3 separate regions of the Mus musculus genome follow, and regions 1 and 2 are each linked to region 3. A link is a contact called in public Hi-C and HiChIP or PLAC-seq data. All regions are on one chromosome and are shown on one strand. Each heading gives the region's core, a stretch centred on a gene start, on an enhancer-like site or on the middle of the called end of the contact. The rest is flanking DNA. Distances are from core to core; before and after follow the strand shown. Region 1 overlaps Fat3 (FAT atypical cadherin 3). Region 2 overlaps Fat3 (FAT atypical cadherin 3). Region 3 overlaps Fat3 (FAT atypical cadherin 3).

Evidence for each region. A called contact is a pair of places that touch in the nucleus more often than the background predicts. HiChIP or PLAC-seq counts read pairs in DNA pulled down with a chosen protein or histone mark.
Region 1: a Hi-C map of bone marrow-derived macrophages shows a contact between it and region 3, with 4 times the contacts expected there. The contact joins two enhancer-like sites. A contact is called at or near these places in 4 of 484 Hi-C or Micro-C datasets (bone marrow-derived macrophages and macrophages), 1 of 115 datasets of contacts at active chromatin or transcription factors (bone marrow-derived macrophages) and 1 of 9 other capture datasets (bone marrow-derived macrophages).
Region 2: a contact with region 3 is called in an H3K4me3 HiChIP or PLAC-seq map of bone marrow-derived macrophages, with 2.9 times the contacts expected there. The contact joins two enhancer-like sites. A contact is called at or near these places in 3 of 484 Hi-C or Micro-C datasets (the N1E-115 cell line, bone marrow-derived macrophages and nephron progenitors) and 1 of 115 datasets of contacts at active chromatin or transcription factors (bone marrow-derived macrophages).

Annotation. Positions count from the first base shown.
Region 1 is chr9:16,043,841-16,048,180 of GRCm38.p6, forward strand. The region is part of intron 4 of Fat3 (FAT atypical cadherin 3); the gene reads right to left. Among named protein-coding and RNA genes, the nearest start is that of Mtnr1b, 170 kb to the left of the region's middle. Within about 2 kb of position 3,056, at least 11 of the 459 cell types and tissues checked have an H3K27ac peak or open chromatin away from gene starts, as enhancers often do. A contact at or near this core is called in bone marrow-derived macrophages, where this site is marked.
Region 2 is chr9:15,924,436-15,928,989 of GRCm38.p6, forward strand. Fat3 (FAT atypical cadherin 3) reads right to left here. Exons shown (of 26, transcript NM_001080814.2): 23 at 506-659. Among named protein-coding and RNA genes, the nearest start is that of Mtnr1b, 52 kb to the left of the region's middle. Within about 2 kb of position 3,141, at least 3 of the 459 cell types and tissues checked have an H3K27ac peak or open chromatin away from gene starts, as enhancers often do. A contact at or near this core is called in bone marrow-derived macrophages, where this site is marked.
Region 3 is chr9:16,310,337-16,314,944 of GRCm38.p6, forward strand. All of the region lies in intron 2 of Fat3 (FAT atypical cadherin 3), which reads right to left. Among named protein-coding and RNA genes, the nearest start is that of Fat3, 190 kb to the right of the region's middle. Within about 2 kb of position 1,860, at least 19 of the 459 cell types and tissues checked have an H3K27ac peak or open chromatin away from gene starts, as enhancers often do. A contact at or near this core is called in bone marrow-derived macrophages, where this site is marked.

The DNA.
Region 1 (4,340 bases), core at 1,806-4,305, 270 kb before region 3:
AATAAAATGAAAATCACCCGGAAAATGTGTCTCAGCATCCAGCTACGAAAAGAGACACATGGCTCCCCTCAGGTACTTAAAGTATCTTAATTACTTGGATAAGATGGCAGAGAGTACATGTAAGTTTTAAATAAAGATCAACATAGTAGACTTCAATAGACTCAAATTCAAGGGTTAAATACCATCAAAAACAAATACCTTAAGCATAGTTCTCTGTATCCAGCAAATTTATTTATGTATGTATTGATATTTATCACACCCTGTCTTCCAGGAGAATATAGCACAAGGACAAGCTACTGGTATTAACTTTTACTCTTCTGATTCCTAGAGGTTCATGCCATTTTCCATCAAAATGCTTCTGACCCCATATAAAATTCTCTCTCCAAAGAGTACACTTGTGAGTTCTTCAAGGACACTACTAGTCTTTCAGTTTTCCACTTTCAGGGTCTGTGTCAGAAAAATACTGAAGGAGATGTATGGAACTGTATACTGTCAGAGACAGGAGAACTCAAACATGAATAATTTAGTAGTAAAATAATTCTGTGTGTTTAGAAAATGACACCAATCATACAGACAAAAGTGACCCAAAGAAATGTCTAAAATTGTTAATATTTTTAATGATTTATAATGAAGGATGATCCCTGAAAGATCTTTTGTTGACAGCCTGGATCCCTACACAGCAGAATTCATTGGTGGTGACTGTAGGAAATGATTGGATCATGGGTGCCTTGTCTTCATGAATAGATTCATCTACTGATAGACTCCTGTATGGGGCATTATTAGGAAGTGAAGGAACTAATAGGAGGTGGAGCCTGGAGGGGGAGAGTAGCCCATGAGGGCCTTGCCTTGGAAGGGTATGTCCTGTCCTTTGCTTCTCTGAGTGAGAAGAGTAGCTCTGAGCTCCTTGGCCTTCGCCATCAGGGTACTCTGCCTTTTCACACATGCACAGCAATGGCACCAGATAACCATCAGGCGAGACCTTTGGAAGCAGGAACTGAAATAAATCTTTACTTTTTGAAGTTGTTTCTCTTAAGTATCTGCTATAGTAAAGTTGAAAACAAAAACACTTAATGCAATACTTTAGTAAAGAATTTAAAAAAGAATTATATTGGAATTCTCATAGTCTGTCATATATTCTTAAAATTTGAAACAACTTTTGCAAAGAACGGATCTTTTTTGTGTATTTATATTACTTCTGAAGTTCACTTCTGTGAAATTAGTAGAGGAATCTATCCTTCAACTGTGAAATCACATGAACTCAGAAACCTTACAACTTAAAATGAGTAATTTCCCAAAAGGATAATTCTTAAAGGCTTACATTTCCCACCCCTTCCCAGTGGGCGTTCATCTGCTGCCACACATAGCCATAGGATGAATCTTCTGTTCTGTGGACAGCAGAGGCAGAATATTAGGGAAGAGTGTTCCCACCATTATGCCCCAGGTAGTCCCAGTCCTCAGGCCCAATTAATGTAAAAGCAGTGGCTGATGAGCTTTCTGCGATGTCAAAATCGAACTACATTAAATGTGCTAAGTCATGAAAGATAAATGTGAGTTACAGTGCCTTGGGAATCAATTAAAGATAGATGAGCTAGATGTGTATCTGTAAACTCCAGAAAGAGTTATTTTTGCCTAGTCGAAAAATGTACAAAAGGTACTTGCACAGAAAGCAACCCAGTAAGCTGTTGGTTTCTTTGCTAGGTAAAAATCCTAACTCACCTGGATCAGACAGATGAAGTTACACAATCCTGAAAACATTCTCAGAGCGGTATAATGGTGGTCAATTTAGCAATTCAGACCAGAGTTATTCTCGTGCTGAGCAGATTGCCCTATATCACTCAGCTTGCAAGCATGGGATGACATTGTCGGGAGAGCTCTACTGCCTCCACTTCCTCTCAAAAGGTTCTTCTCAGAAGGTCAGGCCCATAAGTGCCTCTGTGTGAAGGCCTCTGAGATCTCTGGTGGGAAGCCCTGAACAATGAATAATGGATGTCTCTTTGTAAAACTCTCTTTAGCGGGCAGCCAAATCTATTTTTACTTCATGGCAAAAGCACTTCGGGAGACATATTCCCAAACCACATTACAGGATGTGTGAGGTGGTGGAGACTGCCAAATGCTGGTAACGTTTAACATGGCAATACCCCACTTGTGGGATATTGAGCACTAATTGTGCTGATAAGCCTTGTTCTAAACTTGAGCACAGAATTTTGTGAGTCAGTACCCCTCTTTTTCTCTGGCACTTATCAAAAGAGTAAGCCTGGATTCAAAGAAGGAAAAAATAATCTACAAAATATATAGGAAAGATCCTTGGAACCCATGTAGAGACAGAAAGTGGAGTCATTTTCTGAAACTCACAAATTCAGTAGAATTTTTTTTTTCTGTATAATGAAAATCCCAGCAGGAACTCCAGATCAAAACAGATTTAGAAAGTGATGATATCTGTGGATTACAGAGTTATAAGCTTCCATACTCAAATGCCTAGGCTCATTACCATTGCAGGGGACCCACTCTACTTCCTTTGAAGCTGGAAGAAGTTAGACAAATGAAAAGACTGTGGGACGAGATATCAGAGTGCCTGGATGGCAGTCGAGGACCAGATGGCAAAGTAATGAATATTCTCTAAGATCTGGACCTTTGATGGACAGAGGCTTGGACACGTCACTAAAGTGCAAGGCAGACTGTGAGAGCCTCTGTCCTCTTAAATTGCTTCTTGGATAGACTTAAATCCCTGAGTTATCTCAAGTCTTGGTGTTCTTGGGTTTGGTTGGTGGGTTTCCAGAGTAACAAGGAAAAAACAAGCAATCAGCCACCCAGAACACATGCTGGAGGGACCCAAGATGTTCTGATATTAGCACTGATGATACTTGGGCCATCTCCTTCACAACCCACTCTCAGAGCACTTTGCTATCTATGATTCAATTTGAACCTCTTAGCAACTTAACTAGGGAAGTTGATGAAGCAATTCTAATCTCATGTGATGGTAGATAGAAGACTCACCAAGGTCAGAGGCTTCCTATGACTCGCTGACTCATAGGTCACAGGACAGTCTTGGCCAACTTAGCACTCTGTGAAATACAGGCTTATGCTATGTAGCTCTTGCTGACCTGCATGGCACCCCAGAAGCTCATAGTCCGAGAAAATACTAACTACATTACTACTGCACAGGTTGAGGCATAGGGTATTTCCTTTCAAGAAAAAAATTGTATTGCTTCTATCAATATTCTTCTTGATCTGTGTGATTCCTCTATGTACTCACTGATCCTAGAAAATCTGTAATAGGAAAGCCCTGTGGGAGTCAGAAAAGAGGATGAACTAAAATATAGTATCCACCCCCAGGAGCTGCCCATCTCAGGGGTGTCAGTTATGCTATAAATTTTGAATGTATAGGAGGGAAGAGGGCTCAGTGTATGGGCTGTGTATGAAACCAATCAGGTTAAGAGTCGCTCATTGTCACTGATGCCGTGGTATTATTCAAATGCCACAGCAGTGTCATGGGCAAATTGGTATTTTTTAAAAAGCAATGCCCTTTACTTTTGGGAAATCACATGTCTCCCGCAAAGAAATCAGTGTTATTGAGTTGTCTTTTTATAAGGTGATTATAGAATTCTTCATAAAATGGGATGTTGTAAATCCATCTGGGGTGATGTATTTGTGTTGCTTTGGACAGCTGCCCAGAGGATTTCTCAGTGTCCTGCTTATTCTTAAGATCTGTGTTTCTCACAAAATGCTAGAGGACAAAAATCATAGGTTTCATCCACCCTTCACAGATAAAAGAATTATGAGTTTATTGAGGAGTGAGAGTATTTTCCTTGCTGTCCCTCCACCTGGCTTCAGTGTGAACAGGGGAATTATAGCTATGGCTTCTCAGATGACAAAATAAGACACTGGATGACTAGGCAATGGGGATGGAAGGACTGACAAATCCATGTCCCTCATAGCATTGTTCTCAGCTGAACACCTCCTGGCACACCACAGCCATGAACTTCTGGTTAGTGATTTGTAGCATACCTGTACCAAATTAAGGAATAAAAGGCTATTCTTCCCAAATTATGATTATTAATCCCACTGATAATCAAAGCTTATTAATATATATAGTAAAAATTCCCAATGCCTCATTTAAGAGATATCATACAAAAATTAAATGAGGACATTATGATGTGCTTCTGTGTGTGTGCATGTACACATAAGTGAGTTCCCTTGCAGAGACCAGAGGCATTCGATCCCCTGGAGGTGAAGGTAACGGCCACTGGGAGGTACCTGATATGTGTAGTAGGAATTGAACTTGGGTCCTTTACAAGAGTAGTATATGTGCTTAACTGCTGAACCATCTTTAGGTCAGTGTT
Region 2 (4,554 bases), core at 1,891-4,390, 380 kb before region 3:
AGGATAAAGTAAAAAATGCAAATTAGACATAACTGCTGTGTGTATGTGTGCTCACATGTGTGTGTACATGTATGCATGTGCTCGTGTGTATATGTGATGTATTTCCTTGTCAGTGTGGCTGTGTACACATGCCTGTGGAGACAAGCGCTTGATCTCAGATGTCTTTCTCCATCACTTTCTGTCTTTATTTTTTGTGAGAGAACCAGTCTTTCACTGAACTCAAAGCACAGTAGTTTGGCTAGGCTGACTGGTTCACAAATCCCAGGCAATCCCAGCCTTAGGGTTTCAAGTTCATGCCACCCTACCCAGGTTTTCAAGGAGGGTGCTAGGAATCTGAACTCAGGATCTCCTGTTTGTATTTCAGTCACTTTACCTTAAGCCAGCCCATGTGAATACCGTGTGGGAAAGACAGCAGGGTACCCATTTATTCGAATGAACCACATGCGGGGTTGCTTCCTTAGGATAAGAAGCGTGTAAAGAGAGGTCCTTGTGCAGTCTCACTTACGTGACACCTGTGAGGCCGGCTTTACAGCTGCAGACGAAGGTGTTTCCTATGGGGTCACAGGATCCTCCATTCCGGCAAGGGTTAGGGAAGCAGGCTGTGATCTCTGATTCACAGTTTGTTCCCGTGAACTGCGAGAGACAGGAACACTGATAGCCTGGGGAAAAGAGAGGGCCTCATGAGCTGGGGATGCCTCAGTGATGAGCATCCTTAGACTCAGCTGTGATAGGTCCTCTCGATTCCTTATCTTAAGCAAGGCCTGAATTCCAAAGCTGATCAGCACACTGGTTAGGTAGAATTCATTTGTCATGAAAAAAAAATTCCAGGGTGTAGTTTGTATTCCATGGTAGTCCACAAAAATTCACCTAACTATCCATATTTTATAGAACGCTAGTGATCTTGTTAGAGAGCCTAAGAGCAGAGAGACCAGGATGGTGAGGGAGATGGCAGTGCACTCTTTATCAGGCTTCTGCAAATGGTGACAGCTCCAGATGGGAGAAGCCATTGGTGCCACGCTCCCTTCTGCCCTGAGCTCCAAGCGAGGCCAAGCCAACTCAACTGAAACTCAGTGCCTAACCTTCATATCCCTTGTGCAGAGCCTCGTCTTTGCATCTCTTTCATGTTCTATTCATGAACCTGTCATACAAAACTAGGCACTGATATCTGTACCACAGACAACATTAACTATCAGGCGAATGAAGACTCAGAGTCTTATATGTGCCTTGGGGTAGAAACGATGCATTACTATGACTATGGAGTTGTTGTCCTTAGCCTTAGACACATGCTTAGTAAATGAGGGATGCTCTGAGTTTTGCATTGTCAATCACAGTGTTGATAATGCCTTAGGAACAACCTGGATATCCCTGTTAGGATTTTAGCATTTTCTTCTGTAGAATGCTGATAGTTTGTGATTGTTTCTAACAGTCACAATTTTCTGCTGGATTTCCATTATGTCTTTTATTTCAAAACATCAGTCACATCACATATGGGCAGTCTTCTATGGCCCTTCCCCCCAACAAATTGTAATCTTTTAGTGTTAATTAAACAAACAGTATTTGTATTATTGTAATTAACTGTAATATGCTATTTGTAGCTAAGCTACCTAGTGAATTCTGACTTTTATTTTCATGCATATCTTTGTCTTTAAGAAAAAGATCAAAGATGAACCTGTGCTTTGGATTCCTCTTTTTCTGAATACTTATTTAAATTTCCCCCGGACTTTTCGCCAACCAGGCCTTCCTGTATTGAGCTGCACACAGTAGCTCACATCCTTACTTGCTAAGGAGGTCTTCGCTGATACCTCTCGGGGCTCCCCCTTGAACAGCTGACCTACCCAGCATTTTCGCATACCTGTGTTAAAGATCAGTTTCTGGATTCATCTGGCTTACTCTCTCTTTCATTTGGTGATTCTATAATTGCCTCCCATGGGAAGGGGTTGAAGGAGGCAAATTTTAGGGAATTTTGTCTAGTTAAATCCTAAGACCTCATTGGAAGTTAGATTACATTAGGAAATTGAAGCAATCTTCTGCTTGTTGTTTTTGGGAACTCCAAAGTCTCTGAAGCTTGAAAGAGACCAGATTGCTTTTCTCTCCAATATTTTGGAAGGTCAGATGTTTGGAATTTTATGCTCTTTAGCTATGCTGTGATTTAGCATGGGCTTGTTCTAGCCAGTGCTGGATCCTCAGTAGGCCCTGTAATCTTGAAACTCACATCCTTTAATTTTGGTAAATTGTACATGTTCTTGCACCCGTTTATTGATGATTTCCTTTGCTTTCTCTTCTGTCTTCTTGGAAGTTTTCCTATTTGCATCTGAGATTGAGACCTTCCTGGAACTCTTTATCTTGTCTGTGTCCTTAAATTCTTACTTGCTTATTTCTGTCGACAGTTTATCCTTTTGAATTGCTTTTGAGACTGTCTAACAAGTGTGTTTCAATAACTCTGTCTTCTCCCCCTTTTCTTTTGGCATTTGTGTAACACTAGCCCCAGATTTGCATACTATGGCCATAGCCTCTTCTCTTACCTCCCGAGAGTAATAATAATTCATGATGTTTTTCTACCTGTGTAGTTTCTCCTGATTTGTTTTTGGATTTCCATAACAGGTTAGTTTGTGTTTCAGATCAGCTAAACTACCGTGCCCTGCGATTTAAACCCTGGTCTTATAGTTTAGGTTTTGTGGATATATCAATATTTACAATCAGTCATTATTGTCCATAATGTGTGTGGGCTCAAGAAGAAGTTTTGTTTTAAGCCAACACCCAGAGAAAAATTTGCACATTTCTAGCCAACTGGCTTGCTCTATGGGCTATCATTTCAATACTGCAAAACCAGCTCTTATATGGATTCCCAACCACTAACCTGCCCTACAAGTTTTAGGCTTGCTAGCCCCAAATCGCAGTTAGATAATCCCATAAGATTATTTTATCCCTTTCTTTGCATGATATAAATATGCATTTGTGTGCATATGTGTGTCTGTGTGAAAGATATATATAGAGATAGCTAGATAGATGATAGATAAATAGAATATGATAAATTTCTTCCTGTTGATTCTGCTGCTTTTCTGGAGAACTCTAACATTATCTTCCCAATTAAGCAACTTCCTCATGATCTTCTATAAGGCATTTATGACTACTTGCTGTAGCAGTCAGCCTGACTGACTTCCTGTCTTTAAAGATACTCTTTAACATGTGGAAGTGTGCAGGTGCCTGCTTATAGTGATTGGGTATTTGACAGGGCAGTTATGAAACCACTGGTAGAACAGTTAGAAGCTAGATGAGTACAGAAAAGAGCAAACACTATAAACACTTTGTTACCAACACGTCTAGAATAGAAACTGTGATAAGCACCATCTACACAGGCTCGGAGATGTTTACAGCCACGGAAACCTAGTCCTAGAGAAGCTAGGATTTTCCCATGCTTACAAAGCTGGGTAGACTCAGGCCTGCCAGGCTCTCCTGACCTGTTTCAAACACCACATGTTACTGTAACTACAACTCACTGAGCACATCTCTGCCATCAGAAAGAGGCTGACTATTTCAGATCGCATTGTCATCTCTGACCCACACAACAAAGGAACAGAGAGGGTCCTAGAAACAAACCTGTTTTTAAACGTTTAATTTTGGTAGAGATTTTTTTAATAAACAACCAAGGAAAAAATATTGGGTTAAAATACTCAAGACTAGATTTTTAGTACATAGTGATATTTATTATTCATCCCTGTGAAAGACTTGCTTATCAAACCTGACCTGTCACTATGTGTTGCTATAATCTCATCATTCAACTGCAGGACCTATTATTAATAATTTTTATATCAACAAATTATCACAATAAACCCAAATGTTCTAGTGATTTAGTGTTTTAAAATTAACTTCCAGTCATTCAACAGAGGATCACAGTGATCCTAGGAGGAGGCATGGGGATGGTCTGCTAACATTTCCCCACAGGGCATTACAGAGTTCACGAGACTCTTCTAGGACATGGGACTAGGAAGCAATTAAGTCTGAACCAGGCCTTCTGACTCCCAGAACTTTCTACAATGCTGCATGAGTTCTAGAAATTATCATTAAATGAGACTAATGATTTGCCAAGAATAAGAGATAATTTCACATACTTCCTCATGGGGGTGGGGAGCAGAAGTAAGACCGATAGAAACAGACATTCCTTCTAGGAGCCAAATAATAATTAGATGAACAAAGTCATGTATGTTACTGTTCTTAAGAGTTCCCTTATGTTGCTGTAACACACACACCTACACACCACTCTAACACACATATACATACACTTATACACCAATATATAGACATATCTACATACCTACATATCAACAAATGTATATTCACATACAATTGTATACATGTACACCTATACATGCACAACTACACCTACGTGCACTAATACATTTATTTATATACATACACCTATGCGCACGCACACACACACACACACACACACACACACACACACACACACACATACAATTTCTAAAGAGAACCAGAAAGCATCAAATTGATTGCAAATATTATCTAACCCTGTCACAAATATTAAAAAACAGTTTT
Region 3 (4,608 bases), core at 610-3,109:
TCTCTGCCTCTGCAGCACTATGATTTCAAGTGTTTGCCACAACACCCAGCTTTTTACATGGAAAGCAACTCAGTCTTAATGTTTGCACCACAAGCGCTCATTGGTTAGGCTCCAGAACTGCTTTTCATACTGCACACAGCAGGGGTGAGTCATATGGCTTTTATCAGCTGATGTGTGTGGTGCTGTATTGTTTGGTGATATGATGATGTTGGTCTCCTGGGTCCCAGAGCAGCAGGAAGGCTGGTGCTCTGGGCCATGCCGCACAGATGTACTGGGGAATCTCAGTTCCTTTTAGCCCTTAGTGTAGGAGGCAAACAATCATTACTCGTTGTTGAGGGGTTTCTAAACCTCGCAAAGCATCCTCTTAGAGAAATTCACTAATCTGGAGCTATCCTTGCTTCTGAACAATCCTGTAGATCAGAGGCAACTTCTGCTATGGAAGAGCTTCAGTGGATCTTTCTGGAATTACCCAAGGGCAGGCAGCAGAGGATAAAACATGTGTCAATGCTCCCTGCCTGGAGCCATTGACTCTAATGATTCTAGGTTGTTAAGTTTATATCTTGAATGCTTACATTAGACATGTTAGGTCTGCTGCTGGTCAAGAGACAGGAGGGAAACATGAGTTTCACGGCATTCTATATACACTGCTCTAATTGGCACAAACTGCTATTTGCAGTTTCAAATTAGTGGGAAGACAGCAGAGAGCTTGGCTCTGATAGACAGAGGTAAGATGAATCAGCCTCTGCAACTAAGGCTACAGCAGACATATGGTTGAGAACCAACTGGCCATGGCCTTCTAAGCTGGAGGGGGCAGCTATAATTCATATTCACTGCTAAGATCCTTTAAGGGGTATTTATTATCTCCTAGACACAATTTATTCTTCTGATTATTCATTTTTCATTACTATGGAAAGCAAGATTAAATTGTTTCGGCAGCAACTGCTTACATTAATCTTTCAAATATGTGTTCCATGTAAAATTCTTGTCAGGAAAATGGATCTAATTCCTCCTGCCCCAACAGCCTCAGATAAAAGTAATCCAGCCTGAAATAAAAGAAGCTCCAGGATGTAAGGTGCAGTGGAAAATGCAGAGGCAGACAGCATACCCCTCCCCCTCCCCTTTGCAGGACTGAGAGCACGGGTGGGGGAGGGGAAGGATGCAGAGAGTTCATTTATTAGACCCAGGAAATTTATTCCATTAACATTTTAATTTCAAAAGTAATTTAAATTAGCACTTTATTTAACTGTGAAATTAGATTACTCTCTGTTTAACATGCAATACACTCATGAGCTTAATACATGACAAGTGCTAAGGAGTAATACCATATCTCTCAATGCCTATAAATTGTATTTCAGTGTCTATGAGATTGTCAACAACTGCCTCGTTTTACAAAACGGTAGTTGCTGTCACAGAGGCCTTGAGGGACCAGCCTGAAGACACACAGCTATGCAACAACACATACAGAACCAGGGCCAGTGCAGAAGCAGGCCAGTGCATGTTTGGAGATTCATGGTTGGAAATAGTTATTTCTACCTCATACTTAACTTTTTGTTCCATTTCCCCTTCCTATTTAATTTCTCCCTGTAATCAGTTCTGCAACTTTCAAAGTAAAGATGCACTTACTTGCTGTCTTCTCAAAATGTTACTTAAATAAATAAGATCCTGCCTCTTAAATTCACTAGCCACAGAATGAAAACCATCTCGATGTACTGAGTCAACAAGCCCATGGCACCGCCCCTTCCTTGAAATCAGTTGACTTTGGGTATGCCAGCAAGCATATTAAGCAAATCTGAAGACAGTGCTACTGACAGAGCCTGGAGTCAAGTGTCATGGTCAGATCGGAAGCACAGAAATGTACTTCCTCTGGGGTTTGATCTGCATCATGCCTCAGGACTCTGGCTTGTGCATAGGGGGCAAAACCAGAGAGAGTAGGGGCAGGGTATTAAAGTGTACCTGTCAGCAAATCCAAACTCAAAGGGCAAAGCAGTTCAAATAGTCCCCAGAGCAGTGCAGATGGGCCCCAGAGCAGTGCAGATGGGCCCCAGAGCAGTGCACATAGGCCCCAGAATGGATGCAGACTTCCAACCTACAGGATTGTCTAGGCACCACTTGCTTTAGGACTTGAGGAACAGTCTTCCCCTTTGCCCATAAGCCAGCCAGCCACTTAAGACACAACTCTTGGACCTGGATCTGAAGAGCTGGGCCACAAAGCACTCTGAGCTGGCAGTGCAGAAGGCTGTGGTCACAACCCGTTCTTCTATAAAGGTGCTCTGAATACTGAGCCAGGTGAGTGCAGCTGCCTGAGATTTGGTCTGCAGGTGTGGAGAGGGTAAGGCAGACAGCCTTAGACCATATACAGTTCTATATATTCATAGTATCACAGCGTCAGAGTCCTAGCAGGAAGCCACAAATCATGTTTTATTTAGCAAAAACCTTCTGAGTGGGTTGAGATTGTCTCACAGGAAGCCTTGCTAAGCATCTGTGAGGAACTCAGCTCACACTTTAAATGGCAACTTGTAAGGTGCTGATAAATTACTTCCTATTTTCATTTTTCTTTTTGAGGCAATATCTTGCTCTTTAGCCCAGGCTCGCTGAATGAATCATGATCCTTTTTGCTCAACTGCAATCAGAGGCAGAAGCAACTACGTGTGGATAGACAATTCCTTACATACCAATGTCCTAAAGCTCTTAGAATAGACAGTGTTTCCTACATAAACACAGTACTTAGAAACACGTCTGTCCAAATATTTCATAAGACATTTCATAAAATATTAAAAATATCCTCTGTTAAATAAGTACTTACAATTTGCACCTAGTTTATAAGCTATGTAAATTAGCAAAATGAATATTTTTTTCATATTATTTCTAAAGCTAGCACGGCCCTCATAACAACAAGCAACAAGTACATTGCTAATAACTGCAAGGAAGGTGGATGGTGCCACCACCAAGAAAGAACACACAGGCTTCAGCAGCAAAAGCCTTATTTATTTATTTATTTATTTATTTATTTATTTATTTATATTTTTACTTCTGCTTTTATTTACTTCCTCTCCAAATGAAAAAAGTGTGAAATTGCCCAGTGGTTATACATAACTGTTATCTCAACAATTCAGAAGTGTCAGAGGTAAGAGACTCATGAGTTCAAGGTCATCTTTGGTTACACAGCCAGTTGTCTGTGATACAAAAGACCCTGACTCCATGTGTCATCACCAGCTCTGAGAAGTCACAGCCTTGGTCAACTAAACTTGTTCTGCATGAGCTTCTCCGACAGATTGCTCAGCAGGGATGGATCCTCCACCCTGGAGTGCTACAGGACTTTACTGACTTGACCATCCTCTTCACAGGACTACTGGCCTGCTTCCTTAAAGAGCAGAGCTTGAGACCTGTATCATGTCTTGCACCCAGAAGGAGTTCCTCAAAGCAAGCTCCACATACATCCCTGACAGCTGCTTCTCTTAGGAAGAATGAAGCCCCTGCTGCTGTGGAGCAGGGAAGGCAGCTGAGCAGGCAAGGCTGTGATCCGAGTCTGGACTCCAGTAAGACTCTTGTGCTTCCAATCAGTGTGCCACAATCTCTGGTGGCCTCCTGGGGTTCCCTTGAACTGGGCATAACAATTCCAATAGCTGGATTTGACCAACTGTGGTCCTGAGCAAATGAGACCCCTGAGAGATGTCGTTTGTCTCAAATGTTGTCTCCCATGCTCTCCACAGTTTACAGTTTCCTAAAAACTTGCCAACCAAAGGTTTAAAAGATTGTTGGAGTATGGCTGTTCCTGAACTGGAAAATGCTACAAAGTTCAATTTTATGTGTTGTTGTTCAGACAGTCAGGCAGTGTTGCTCAAACTCCCTGTCTTAGAATTTTTACTGCTGCAACAAAACACCATGACCAAAAAGCAAATTGAGAGGGAAAGGGTTTTGCTTATACTTCCTTATTGCTATTCACCATGTAAGGAAACCAGGATACGAATTCAAAGAGGGCAGGAACCTGGAGGCAAGACCTGATGTGGGCCATGGAGAGGCACTGCTTACTGGCTTGCTCCCCAAGGTTTGCTCTGTCTGCTTTCTTACAGAACTAAGGACCACCAGCCCAAGGGTAGGACCACCCACAATAGGTTGGGACCGCCTCATTAAGAAAATGGCTTACAGCTGGATCTTATGAAGGCATTTCCTCAATTAAGATTCCCTTCTTTCAGGTAGTTGATACAAGGCTAGGAGGACCCCTCCCTGATATAGCCGTCTCCTGTGAGGCTATGCCAGTGTCTGACAAATACAGAAGTGGATGCTCACAGTCATCTATTGGATGGAATACAGGGACCCAAATGGAGGATCAAGAGGCTCAAGAACCCAAGGAGCTGAAGGGGATCTGCAACCCTATAGAAGGAACAATATGAACTAACCAGTACCCCCAGAGATCGTGTCTCTAGCTGCATATGTAGCAGAGGATGGCCTAGTTGGCCATCAATGAGAGGAGAGGTCCTTGGTCTTGTAAAGATTCTATGCCCCAGTACAGGGGAATGCCAGGGCCAGGAAGTGGGAGTTGGGTGTGTTGGGGAGCAGGGGGAGGGTGGAGGGTACAAGGGATTTTCTGAGAGAAAACTAGGAAAGTAT